Regions from separate parts of the Zea mays genome. Here all the other regions are linked to region 1. The links are chromatin contacts, called in public Hi-C maps. All regions are on one chromosome and are shown on one strand. Each heading gives the region's core, a stretch centred on a gene start, on an enhancer-like site or on the middle of the called end of the contact. The rest is flanking DNA. Distances are from core to core; before and after follow the strand shown.

Evidence for each region. Hi-C and Micro-C count contacts between places; a contact is called where the count stands out from the background.
Region 2: a contact with region 1 is called in a Hi-C map of leaf, with 3 times the contacts expected there. The contact joins the enhancer-like site here to the promoter of LOC103640485 in region 1. A contact is called at or near these places in 5 of 25 Hi-C or Micro-C datasets (ear, leaf, tassel and 1 more).
Region 3: a Hi-C map of tassel shows a contact between it and region 1, with 2.4 times the contacts expected there. The contact joins the promoter of LOC100273788 here to the promoter of LOC103640485 in region 1. A contact is called at or near these places in 2 of 25 Hi-C or Micro-C datasets (ear and tassel).

Annotation. Positions count from the first base shown.
Region 1 is chr1:164,734,363-164,738,627 of Zm-B73-REFERENCE-NAM-5.0, reverse strand. It overlaps LOC103640485, which reads right to left and starts at 1,903. Exons shown (of 3, transcript XM_008663085.4): 1 at 1,092-1,903; 2 at 153-500; 3 at 1-32. The coding sequence starts at 1,535.
Region 2 is chr1:164,593,471-164,597,294 of Zm-B73-REFERENCE-NAM-5.0, reverse strand. No RefSeq gene overlaps it. Among protein-coding and RNA genes, the nearest start is that of LOC100279086, 34 kb to the right of the region's middle. Within about 2 kb of position 1,959, at least 17 of the 20 cell types and tissues checked have an H3K27ac peak or open chromatin away from gene starts, as enhancers often do. A contact at or near this core is called in ear, leaf and tassel, where this site is marked.
Region 3 is chr1:164,518,845-164,523,241 of Zm-B73-REFERENCE-NAM-5.0, reverse strand. LOC100273788 (transcriptional regulator of RNA polII SAGA subunit) reads right to left here and starts at 2,140. Exons shown (of 2, transcript NM_001148190.2): 1 at 1,884-2,140; 2 at 164-1,630. The coding sequence starts at 1,440. The coding sequence ends at 433.

The DNA.
Region 1 (4,265 bases), core at 654-3,153:
AACATGCTCGCCGCCGTCAGCGGGTCCAGGCCCTACGAATTACGAAAACGCAAGGACGAGAGCAGCAGAGAGTCTCACTCAGATTTAACGTTCCTCTGAAACACGGACGGCACACGCAGCGTACGGGGACGGACGGGCGTGCTGTGGCTCACCTGCAGAGCGCGGCGGAGCGGGCGCACGGGGCCCTTGGCGGAGTGCGCGCCGAGCCAGGGGGTGTGGCGCCAGACGAGCTTGCCGTTGCAGCCGGCGTGCACCTTGCTCCCGCCCACGGCCAGCTCCATATACCACATCTCGGGCGCCATCTGCCACAGCACGAAGCGCCCGGGCTCGGCGCGCTGCGCCGCCATGCGGTTCCGGACGACGCGGCCGCCCGCCTCGAACTCGGTCGCCACCATCCGCACCTTGCCCATGGCGTACGAGTTGCGGATGGAGGACAGCAGCCTCTGCCCGCCCGACGCCGCCAGGTACTGCTGCAGTATGTACTGCGCCGACGACGTCTCCTGCGCGCGCGCGTACAATACGCCATGAGTTATACGGTTACAATACGCACTAATAAAAAAACCGAAATTTACAGCAAATGTATTTTCTTTGGGAAAAAAACAGGAAACGGTTACGGGAAACATCCGTCCGTTGCCTGTCATGTCAAAACAGGTAAGGGAAGCCACCTTTACAGCCGCAATGTGGTTTAGGAGAGATGCAAGAACTCTCCAAAACGCATCACATCAAGGATGCCCCCAATTTTTACCATAGAGAGCCCAGGCAACAAGGTTTGCCGACTGCCGAGCGAGATGTCAGAGTAGTAGACATGGGACATGGGGACAAAAGCTTCGGACGGCAAACTGGAGCAGGGAAGCTCAGGAGAAGAAGACAGCAGCTGGATTGGAGGCGCATTTTAGCTACCGAGAACCCAAATCTCGACGCCGCAACCGCAACCCCTCCCCCCAAAAGGTCACCTTTTTTCGGTTCCGGAATTCCACCGAGCAGCCACCCGGTTGCGGTTGGGGTCCAATCTAGAGCGAGAGCAGTAGAGCACGCAGGCGGAAGAGGCATGGAGTATGTAGGCGGAAGAGCTCTGGTTCGTAGTTTCTTACAATGGGGGTGTCCTTGATGCTGAGGTGCGGCAGCGGCTCAGCGGCGCAGACGTGCACGGGCGCGAGCGGCGCGCCCATGACGCCGAGCAGCAGCCTGAGGTCGTTGCGCCTGCCGGCGGCGGCGGCGGCGGCGGCGGCGCCGGAGCCAGCTCCGGCCCCGGCCTCCAGCGCCGGCGCGCGCGTGAGCTGGAGCTGGCCGCGCACCCACCGCCCCCACCCGCCTTCCTTCCTCGCGGAGCCGCCGCAGGTCGCGCCGGGGCCCGCCTCCGGATCCGGGCCCTCCATGAGCGGCGCGAGCGCCTCGCCGCCGCCCCCGAGGCGGCGCAGCGCCGCCGCCACCTCCGCGGCGTTGGACGCCGACCGCCGCCGCGCGCGCCCCGGCGACAGCCCGCGCGCCACCTCCTCCCGCAGCGCGGAGAAGAAGCCCTGCCTCTTGGCGTCCATGGATGGGATGGAGGCCTCTGGAGCTGCGCGCGCGGCGGGGATGGCACGCAAGGGACCTGTCGGCGAATTGGTGGAACCTCGAGCCCCTCCTTCCCTAGAGGAGGAGTAGGAGCGCCCCCCAGGCGTCTGCGGTGTGGAGTGTGGAGAGCGAGAGCGTGGAGCCGCGCGAGAATATATGGGAAACAGGGAAAGCTGAGGGGCCTGGATGGAAGAAGACGGCGAGCGAGGGAGCAGAGTGGAGGCGCCGACTGCGTGAAGCAGCGGGAGTGTGGACGACTGCGAGCAGGGGTTATACTGCTAGGTTTTCCCGTCACCGCCCTTGGTGAGGCTACCGCCTACCGCCTACCCTAGTGCTGGCTCCTCCTAGTTCTAGGGTTGCAAGTTGCAACCTGCTGCTTTTTCTCTCTCTCTGTCTCGCTTTTTTGATGTAGTTTTGGGTCGGTCTAGGATACCTTGATGTGGATTTAGGGTTAGATTAGAGGGTACTAGCATTATTAGACGCGAGACGTTACAGCCGGCAATCTAGACGAAGATGAGCTATCTTCTGCTTCCGGCCCTCTTTGCATTGGGCTTTAGCTTTGCTCGGATTTTTCCCAGCACAAGTGGCAACAGCAAGCAACTACAGAGAGGGGAAAAAAAGGGGGTGTCTTGACCTACTACACACCAGGTACAGGCAGGACAGGACAGTACGTCTCGCACGCAGCACAGCACAGCACAGCAGCGCAGCGCAGCGCAGCGACTGACTAGCCAGCCCTGGCACGTGGGCCCGCGCCGCGCCCTGACGGCGCCGTTAGAGAAGCTTCGGGCGGCCCTGACGGCGGCTAGCCAGCACGCCGACGTTTCCCATTGCCCGCTGGATGGAGAATTGGAGATGGAGGAAGACGCCACAGTACCACACCGCTCCTTCTAATCCTGCTTAGATTTAGATTCATTCGCACTGTCTGTCTCCGGCTACCTTTATTTTTTTCTTTAATCTCCACCGAAAGCTCAAAGAGGCGCCCCCCCATATGCCATCATGCCCTTTGATTTCCCCTTTTAATTTCGTGGAGATATGCCATCTCACCTGGCCGGAAAATATAAACAAATAGATGCATTTTAAGTTCGTTGTTTTCCCTTCATTTTCTGAAGCTAGTTTGTTTTAGGCTGAAATGGCTTTGAACTTTTTAATAGAACTAATAACAGGCGAAAGCAAGCAAGTAAAAATGTACCTAAATGCTATTGGACTGTAGTGTTAGTATTAATATAGTATATTCACTAACGAAGTTTGCTCTCTGTCTGTCTCTCATACTAGTTAGATTATCTCAACTAGACTCTCTATCTTAAACTTCTTATTACAAACAATGTAATCTATAGTACAAATCAATACTTATTCATGCTCGTTTACACGGCCTGCTGAAGACGGCCTTACTAGTATTAGGCTGTGTCGGGACCATAATTAGGTGTACCCCCAAGACTCCTAATCTCAGCTGGTAACCCCCATCAGCACAAAGCTGCAAAGGCCTGATGGGCGCCATTAAGGTCAAGGCTCAGTCCACTCAAGGGACACGATCTCGCCTCGCCCGAGCCCAGCCTCGGGCAAAGACAGCCGACCCCGGAGGATTCACGTCTTGCCCGAGGGCCCCCTCAAGCAACGGACACACCTTCGGCTCGCCCGAGGCCCAGTCTTCGCAGAGAAGCAACCTTGGCCAGATCGCCACACCAACCGACCGTATCGCAGGAGCATTTAATGCAAGGATCGCCTAACACCTTATCCTGACGCGCGCTCTTCAGTCGACAGAGCCGAAGTGACTGCAGTCACTTCGCCGCTCCACTGACCGACCTGACAAGAAAACAGCGCCGCCTGCGTCGCTCCGACTGCTGTGCCACTCGACAGAGTGAGGCTGACAGCAGCTAAGTCCAGCCTCGGGCGCCATAGGAAGCTCCGCCTCGCCCGACCCCAGGGCTCGGGCTCAACCTCGACGCTGGACGACGGACTCCGCCTCGCCCGACCCCAGGGCTCGGACACAGCCTCGGCCTCGGAAGACGGTCTCCGCCTTGCTCGACCCAGGGCTCGGACTCAACCTCGACCTCGGAAGACGGACTCCGCCTCGCCCGACCCCAGGGCTCGGACTCAGCCTCGACCTCGGAAGACGGACTCGACCTCGACCTTGGAGGAGCCTCCGCCTCGTCCGACCTAGGGCTCGGACCGACCACGTCACAGGGGGGCATCATTACCCTACTCCTAGCTAGCTCAGGCTACGGGGAACAAGACCGGTGTCCCATCTGGCTCGCCCCGGTAAAACAAATAATGATGGCGCCCCGCGTGCTCCATGACGACGGCGGCTCTCAGCCCCTTACGGAAGCAAGGAGACGTCAGCAAGGATTCGACAGCCCCGACAGCTGTCCTTTCACAGGGCCCAAGCGCTACTCCGACGGCCACGACATCACATGAACATGATGCCAAAACCTCTCCGACTGCCACGACGACATGTACTTAGGGCTCTAGCTCCTCTCTGCTAGATACGTTAGCACACTGCTACACCCCCCCATTGTACACCTGGACCCTCTCCTTACGCCTATAAAAGGAAGGTCCAGGGCTCTCGTACGAGAGGGTTGGCCGCGCGGGAGAACGGGCTGACGCATAAGGCTCTCGCCCTCTCTCTCTCTCTCCCACGCGAACGCTTGTAACCCCCTAATGCAAGCGCATCCATCCGCCCTGGGCGCAGGACAACACGAAGGTCGTGGTTTCCC
Region 2 (3,824 bases), core at 710-3,209, 140 kb after region 1:
ATATCCTATTTATTCTCAATCAAAGAAAAAACTAAAAAAGCTGATCACCAAATAAATATTGTTTCCGACCGTTTTCATCCCTAGAAGCAAGCCTTATTTTCAATGACTACCTAGGTCGAACCGTCGGACGTTACTTACTTCCGACGACCATAGCAGAATGTTGGATTGTGATATACTGGCCCCTGGGATGGTGATATCTAAGCCCAAGGCTTAATAGAATTAATATAGTATCCATACCAACAAGGTGCATCTTCTTTTTCGGAAGCCTATCTCAAAAGAACCTCCAAGTTAAGCGTGCTTGGTTTATAGCAATTTAAGATGGGTGACCGACCGATAAGTTTTCTCGCATGCGCATGAGTGAGGACAAAGTGCGCACAAAAGACTCATGTTGGTCTGTGAGAACGATATATGATCCTAGAGAGCTGTCAGGAGTATGTACCGCTGGTACAGGGATTGGATGGGGTGTTACAAGTGGTATGAGAGCCGACCCTCGCGGTTTCACAGGCGTGTGTGGTTAGGGGTTAAGGTATATGTGGGGGATAGATATCCCCTGGGTCCACTAAAGAAGTAAAAGGCCTCACGAAAAGCCCAAGGGCCCAATAATTCGTAAGGTCATTCTTTCGTGGGCCTAGGGAAAGACAACCAATAAAGAAGACGTGGGACTGATTAGTGCAAACACAGGCGGCCCACAACGTCGAACGAATGGATTACAACAGAGACCCGACTTTCCCGCGCTGAAGCCCTCATGCAACAGAGCCATGCGAGGATAAGTCGGCGAAGGTTACGTAGGGATAAACTCAAGAGGTTCACTATCTTTTAGCTACTCGTTGCTATCATATCATATGTACTGCCCCACGGTCGAATATATAAGGCCTAGGGGGCACCCCTTCAGATCGATCGACCCTATTCTACTTAGCCACCCACAAAAACTCTCTGCACCCACAAAAATCTATATGGTGCATTGCGTATGTGGGCCCAGTGTGGTCACATGGCATGACATATGACAACACTAGACACACAGACGTGACTAAGGGGGGAAGATTCCTGGATTGGGGTTGACCGACGAGAACGTCGTCTTCTAAGGAGGGTGGATTGTGATATCCTGGCCTCTGAGATGGTGATATCCTGGCTCAAGCCTTAATAGAATTAATAGAGTATTCATATCAACAAGGTGCATCTTTTTTTTCGGAAGTCTATCTCAAAAAAAACCTCCAAATTAAGTGTGCTTGGCTTGGAGCAATTTGGGATGGATGACCGATCGGGAAGTTTTCTTGGATACGCATGAGTAAAGACAAAGTGCGCATAAAAGATTTGTATTGGTACGTGAGGACAATATATAATACTAAAGAGTTGCTAGAAATAAGTACCACTGGTACAGAGATTGGACGGGGTGTTACATGAACTTAGCCTTATATCCGACCGGATTAAGGACAGCTATCAGACATAGGGCTGGTCGTCAAAATTTTCTCTATTTGCTGTTATGTAGGATGAGGTCCAGAGACTAGGGACGCACCGGCGGTGTCGTCTTCCTAGGGATAGTAATGGATGATGGATTACAATTCAAATATTTTTTTATGATTTATTTAAACTCTCAATTAATTTTAGTTAAAAAAATAAATAGATACCATTAGCATTATCAGCCCTGCGTACTCTCTCCAATAACCCGTCTTGTCGAAGCAGAAAGAGGTTGGGGATGGAGACGGTGCGGTAGGGAGCCGATGAGCCGCGGTCGCCATGCAGGTCAGAGATCGGAGATGAGGAGGGGTGCGGCCGTCCGGCTCTCAAGCACGTACGGTATGACACACATGGACGGAGCAGCAGAGGCGGCGGAGGAAGCCAGCGCCACTGCTCGCACGTGGGCGATGGTGCCCACAAGGAAGAGCTCCAGGGACCACGGTCCACAGGATGTACTCGGACTCGGAGACGTTAGAATAAAGATATTCTGGGCCAGGCCCGTGTAGGCGTCTCAAGAGAATGGGTGTGCTCGGCCTCGGCTTCTTCTTCTCTGCAGGCTCCCAGCCACTTAGGCCCGAACCGACAACCGGCCCACTATTTTAGTTGGAAGTGTATTAGTGACTCCTCTTATTTTCTTATTTTTCTCCAATAAGATAATGAAGTGCCTCTCCTCTCCCCTCTCCTTCCTTCCTCCATGACGACATCTGCAAATTCTAAGCTCATCTAAACTGTCGTCTCAGATTTTCCTGTTGGTCTACCGAGAGAGGCCATCCATGACAAACAACAAAAGTAGATATGGAGATAATAGATCATCTTGGCGTCCATTAGGGCTTGTTCTATTAGAATGGATTAAAAGGGATTGGCAAGGATTAGTACCTTACTCATCAAAATTAAATAGAGGGATTTCATTCCTTTCAGTCCCTTCAGCATGCAACCGAACAAGGTCTTAAGTGGATTGAGTAGTACGCAGATGTCATGCCATACATGACACACCGCACTCACTCACTTTGGAAGCCTAGCTTGTTCATAAAAACGTCAACGGATCGATATAGACAAAATATTGTAGAAGTTATGACTGCAGCGAACATAGATGAAAGCCACAGCAAGCAGCATCGAGCATGCATTATAGTTAGTGCTAGGAATTGGGCCGGCTCGGCCCGGCTCAAGTCTATCGTGCTTCGTGTCAAATGGGTTCGGGCCAAGAAACTCTAATTTTTTTTGGACCGTGCCATACCAACCGAAGTTTAAAACAGTGGTCCGGCTCGGCCCTAAATTATGTCGTGCTTCGTTGGACCGTGCCCGGCCCAAGCCCGACCTATATATTTGATCACATAAAATTAAAATATTACAACCATGTAAAATTCATAGCTTACTAAATTAAAGATATTAAACAATGCTAGCATTATTTGACCACATAAAGTCCAAATATCACAACAATATAAAACCTATAACTTAATAAATTAAAGAAATTAAACAACATAGACTTTATTGGGCCGTGTCGGCCTAAACCCGGTCCATCTGTACGGACCGTGCTGGGGCCCGATGGGCTAGAATTTAAGACCCGGCCTAGACTCGTCTTCATGTCGTGCTAGCCTAGTGCATATTTTTTCGTGTCGGGTCGTACTTTAGGCTCCTACTTTTGCGTCGTACTCGTGACATATTCACAGGACTAATTATAGTACGTACGCAAGCACTCAAAGGCTATTAGTGCATTATCAGTAATCATTCTTCCAGGAAGAAAGGCACTTTGGTTGAAAGACAAATGATATCGTGTAGGACAGGTCGATCAGAGCCGATTCATCAAGCATTCAGACACCACCCTTACAGATAACGTTACAAATGCTTATCGGTCTGTGCCCTTGAAGTTTACTTGGACGTTGAGGTTTTCGGAATGAGAACTATACACGTGCGGTTAATTAACTCCTTCCAGCATATAGACGGTCCTGAAGAACTCTGAAACGCCTGCAGCCACGTCCTCCTGTTAGGGAAGCCAACCCAAACGTTCGCCGGTGTCAGCATCGTTACACACAGGTGTCAGCAACTCCTATAAACAGTGTATAAACAGTATTTTACACTAGATTTTTCGAAATTTATCGGCATCAGAAGACACCAATGCTATTCGGGGCTTATTCGGTTAGCGATAAATGGATAGAGTTTTAAATTTAAATAGAAGGGGATTTAATTCACTCTAATTCTTCTTAATCCCCTCTAACCCAACATACCCTCGTAGGGTGTTTGTTTTAGAATTATAATCTATCTAGATTATATAATTTAACAAATTTTAATTAACATTTTTAATTAAGTGTTAGTTTAAAATTTGTTAGATTGTATAATTTTAGTAGATTATAATCCCAACAAATCCGTGAGGA
Region 3 (4,397 bases), core at 891-3,390, 220 kb after region 1:
ACGACGATTTGCAATCAAGAAAAATAAACAAACCAGTGATCTGGCTGGCCAGACAACAAAATAGACCTCGCCACTCACCAGTGAAAAGGCAACGAATCCAAGTTAATCCAACAGCAACATGTTCTAACACATGGTACCTGATTCTCTCTGTACAGGCACAACATGATAACAAATCGGTGTTATAAGGTGTGAAAAGAAGCTAAGACACATCCCAGAATCTTTTACTACGATTATTTTTTGTAAACAATCACAGCTAAATGAAGCTCACTATCATGTACCGCATCCTAAGAAGAATCACCCTCACCCAGCCATGGGGGAGTACACACTACCCAGCCCTACAGTCAAACCACACTCTGCCTCTCATCCTAAACTCGATCAGTCCACTATACTGTTCGCCAAAAAAAAAAAACGTGGTGGAAACTAGCCGCTCCCTTATCTGCTGTGGAGATGGGAAGAAATCTTCTCGCGGATCTCCACGCGCCCCGCTAACCGAGCATTTGATAGCACTGCCGTCGAGAGATCGAGCAACGAAGCCTGGTAGCAGCAGCTTGGTTCCAAAGGAGAGCCGTTGATCAGCCCACTATTTACTGAAGCAACAGCACGGCCACGGCCACGGCCATTCGCTTGGCGCGTCGTCTTGCTGACTCTTCCCCTTGCTTTCGCAACGCCTAGACATGCCTTCAGCATTCGGCTCATGTATGCATTCAACCCAGAGTTCAAGACATCAGCACACTCTTTGGGTACGCTGAGACCTTGAGCCTTCAACCTTTCGTCAAGTAGCTTCGACAGTGACTGAGAATCTGGCAGCTCACCGTTGTTGTAGCACACGTCCGACGTCGAAGGCTCAGGATCCTGAGCCTTTAGAACGCCCAGCGGGGGCCTGATGGGGCTTCGGCTCTGCACGCAGACTGGACTACCACTACCACCACGGGCCTGGTCGACCTCCTCGCCATCCTCCACGGAGACAACCTCCTGCAAAGCTTTGCTCCCAGTCCCAGCCGACACGAACTCCCGCGCAGTCCCCGGACGATGACCGAGAGGAGACTTCCCAATCGGGCTCGGCTTATCACCGGACCACTTAGTCAGGGGCGGCCTCGCTCTCGTCACCGGCGGCGGTAAGCCACTGGTGAGCGTCCCATTGGACACCGCCGTGCTCGTCTGCGAGTTTCCGGTGGCGGCCTGCGCGCTCGGCGGCGGCCCGTCCGACACGCACGCGTTGCGGAGAATGGACTGGACGAGGGATGTGTGCAGCCTGACGTTCTCCTTCCCCAATGCAGCAGCGCAGGCCTTCTGGAACTCGTCCCTGCCGAGCTGGCAGCCCAGGAACTTGGTGAGGCTGCGGAAGTAGAGCTCGGCGCGCTGGGGCCCCAGCCGCCTCACGATCTGCGCCTTGAGCTGGACCGTGTCCACGCGGCCGAACTTCTTCGACCGCGGCTGCATCGATATCTCGCCGGCGAAAGGCACAAAATATATGCAGCCCCGCCGGCCGGACGATCTGGCCCGCTAGCTGCTCCGGGTAGAGCAGCAAACCCTAGCCTCCGCCGCCGCCGCCCACGGGCTCCAGCGATCCGCGGCGGTCGAGCTCGCCGCGACAAGCGGGCTCCCGACCACGGCCCGACGCTACCAACACCTGCCGGACCAGATCCAGAAACAGCAATTCAGCACGGAAGCACACGAACTCGGGAGGCCGCTCCACGGCCCAATTCAGCGGCGCTGCTGATAGAATCAAGCTCCGAGCAAGCCCGGACGCGGATTCTCCGATCGGGGGCGAGCTCAGAGTCTCCGACCAAATCCGTGCGGGGGAACCGCGTGGAGCGGCTCGAATTGGGGGCGGCGGTAAAAAGAATTGAGGGCGAAACGAAGCGGATTGCGTGGGGACTCACCTCGACTAGGATTCCGGCGAGATGGTGGCGCCGCTGGCGAGTCAGAATTGGGGGTGAAAAATTGGAGAGAGAGAGAAAAAATATTTCCTCTCTATCACTCTCTTTGCCCGCCGTAATTGGGAATTTTCTCCCCAAATTATTGGTTTGCGGACGACGAACAGTGGTGGGTGACGCTATTTGGTGGGTTAATGTGTCACCAGCTTGTGGGTCCTGAACGTCAGGTTCGGTGAGCGCGTAGCGAACTGGGAGTTGTTCTTGCGGTTCGCTGCCTCGCTGGTTGTCACTTGTTGTGTCAGCTTGGCACGTCCGCACGTGCCGTATTAGGCCATCACTATAGCGCATTAGTCATTGTCAGTCAAGAATTTTAGGGCATTGTTTTTAAAAACTGCTATGCGTCATATAAAATAAATAAAATTAAATTAAACATCTATTGTACAGTTTTATTGTAGTTTATTTTTTATTTTTATAGAGCTGATAAGGATGTCAAAAAAATTATTTTCCCTTTTAAAACAATGGTGTATCCATGTGGTAACCTATTAACTACAGATGAATCTCGTATGTTTTCACTGACACTGCACTTGCTGTTCATGAAAACTATGTTAATTAAAGATTTGTTTGTTCCCTCTTAGATTAATAAGTTAAATTATGTTGAAAGAATAGAAGGGTAAAATATAACTTTATGACCACAAATATCATATTATGACCATAAATATCACTTTGTTAATTACGTCATCAATGCGTGTTTGCCGCTCCTAATCGGCTAATCCTTCGATGGATCTACCAATGCAAATTTCAGCAGTTGTGCACGCAACGAAGCTACAGTGCCTACGTGCACCGTCTTTTCTCCTCTTTCTGGCCGAACGAGAATGCTAGCGTACACTACCAGAAATATGTTCTTTGCCGAGTGTCTGAAGCACTCGGTAAAGCCTAAAAAACATTCGGTGAAGGTTTTACCGAGTGTGACACTCGACAAATAGAGCTCAGCGAACTGTACATCGGCAACTGCTTCTTTGTCAAGTACTTATTATCGGGCACTCGGCAATTCGGTACTTGGCAAAAAAAAGGCGCCGTCACAGCGGCCGGTGAATGAGACGACGCCTTTGCCGAGTGTACTAGATGACACTCGGCAAAGAGAATTCCTTTGCCGAGTACATTAGGTGACACTCCACAAAGGGTTTCCCTCTTCGCCGAGTGTCCACCAGCCTAGCACATTTGCTGCACGGCATGAGACTAGTGTAGCTCCTTTAGCAGCTTCGCCATATGCCCGTTCCACGAAATCATCGGTCTTTCTAATCCATTCAGGTGTGACATAATTTCTTCCTATACGACTCGTGTACATCTACTCACGGTCATTTATCATCTAACATATATAACCGAGTATAGTATAATATAAAATGTACACTACATTCCTACCTTCTAATATGTATGCCTAGGGTGGCGGTGGAGTCAGGCTAGCGGAGCAGTGGTGGGTCGGTGTAGTGGCGACGCAAAGTGGTGCAGGTAGACCCACAACGCTAGGAAGATCTATGTAAAAAATAAACAATTCTATGAACAAAAAAATTCGGCAGCATCTCCCCTACAAAGGGAGGTTTCCAAAACCTGCAAATAAAACTAGCAGCACGATGACTGACATTCACACATATTTCAACGACATCCATATCCACCATCACATTATGCCGAATTGACACACATAGTATAAACTCACTAAACACACATACTAAACTAATTAAGCTCACTAAAGTCACTAAATTCACTACAAACATATAGTATAAACTCACTAAACACACATACTAAACTAATTAAACTCACTAAAGTCACTAAATTCACTAAACACATATACTATAAACTAAATAAACACATACTAAACTAATTAAACTTATTATACTCACTAAATTCGTCGGAGAGGGACCGGGGTAGAAGACGGGACGGTGCCGGGCCGGCGATGGTGGCGGCGGCGGCGGGTGCGGACGACGGCGCGACGGCGGTGCGCGTGGGCGACCTACGGCACGACGACGGTGGTGGGGGCGAGGGGCGGCGACGAGCGAGATTGAGTGAGAGTGAGAGAGAGATAGTGAGTGAGGGCGCTGTAACAGCTATTAAAACGTTCTTTACCGAGTGCCCGCGATCGAGCACTCGACAAAGATTTTTTTTAATAATAAAAAATACTTTGCCGAGTGCTAGATCGCGGTCACTCGGCAAAGTGCGATGTGCCAAGTGCCCACTAACAAGCACTCGACACAGATTATTTTAATATTTTTTTAAAAAAAATTTACCGAGTGTCGGGCCGGGCGACACTCGACAAACCATACTTTGTCGAGTGCCTTACGTGGACACTCGGGAAAGTTTATTTCCATTTTTCTTTTTTCAACCAAAATTTTTGTGGCTTGTTCCTACACTGTGTAGACTTACATGTTCCATTTTGGCACAATTATAAAACTATTTTCTATAGCTATTAGATTTTGTTCGTTTCATTGAATTCCCTCTGATAATTCATATCTGAACTGCAAGTCACTC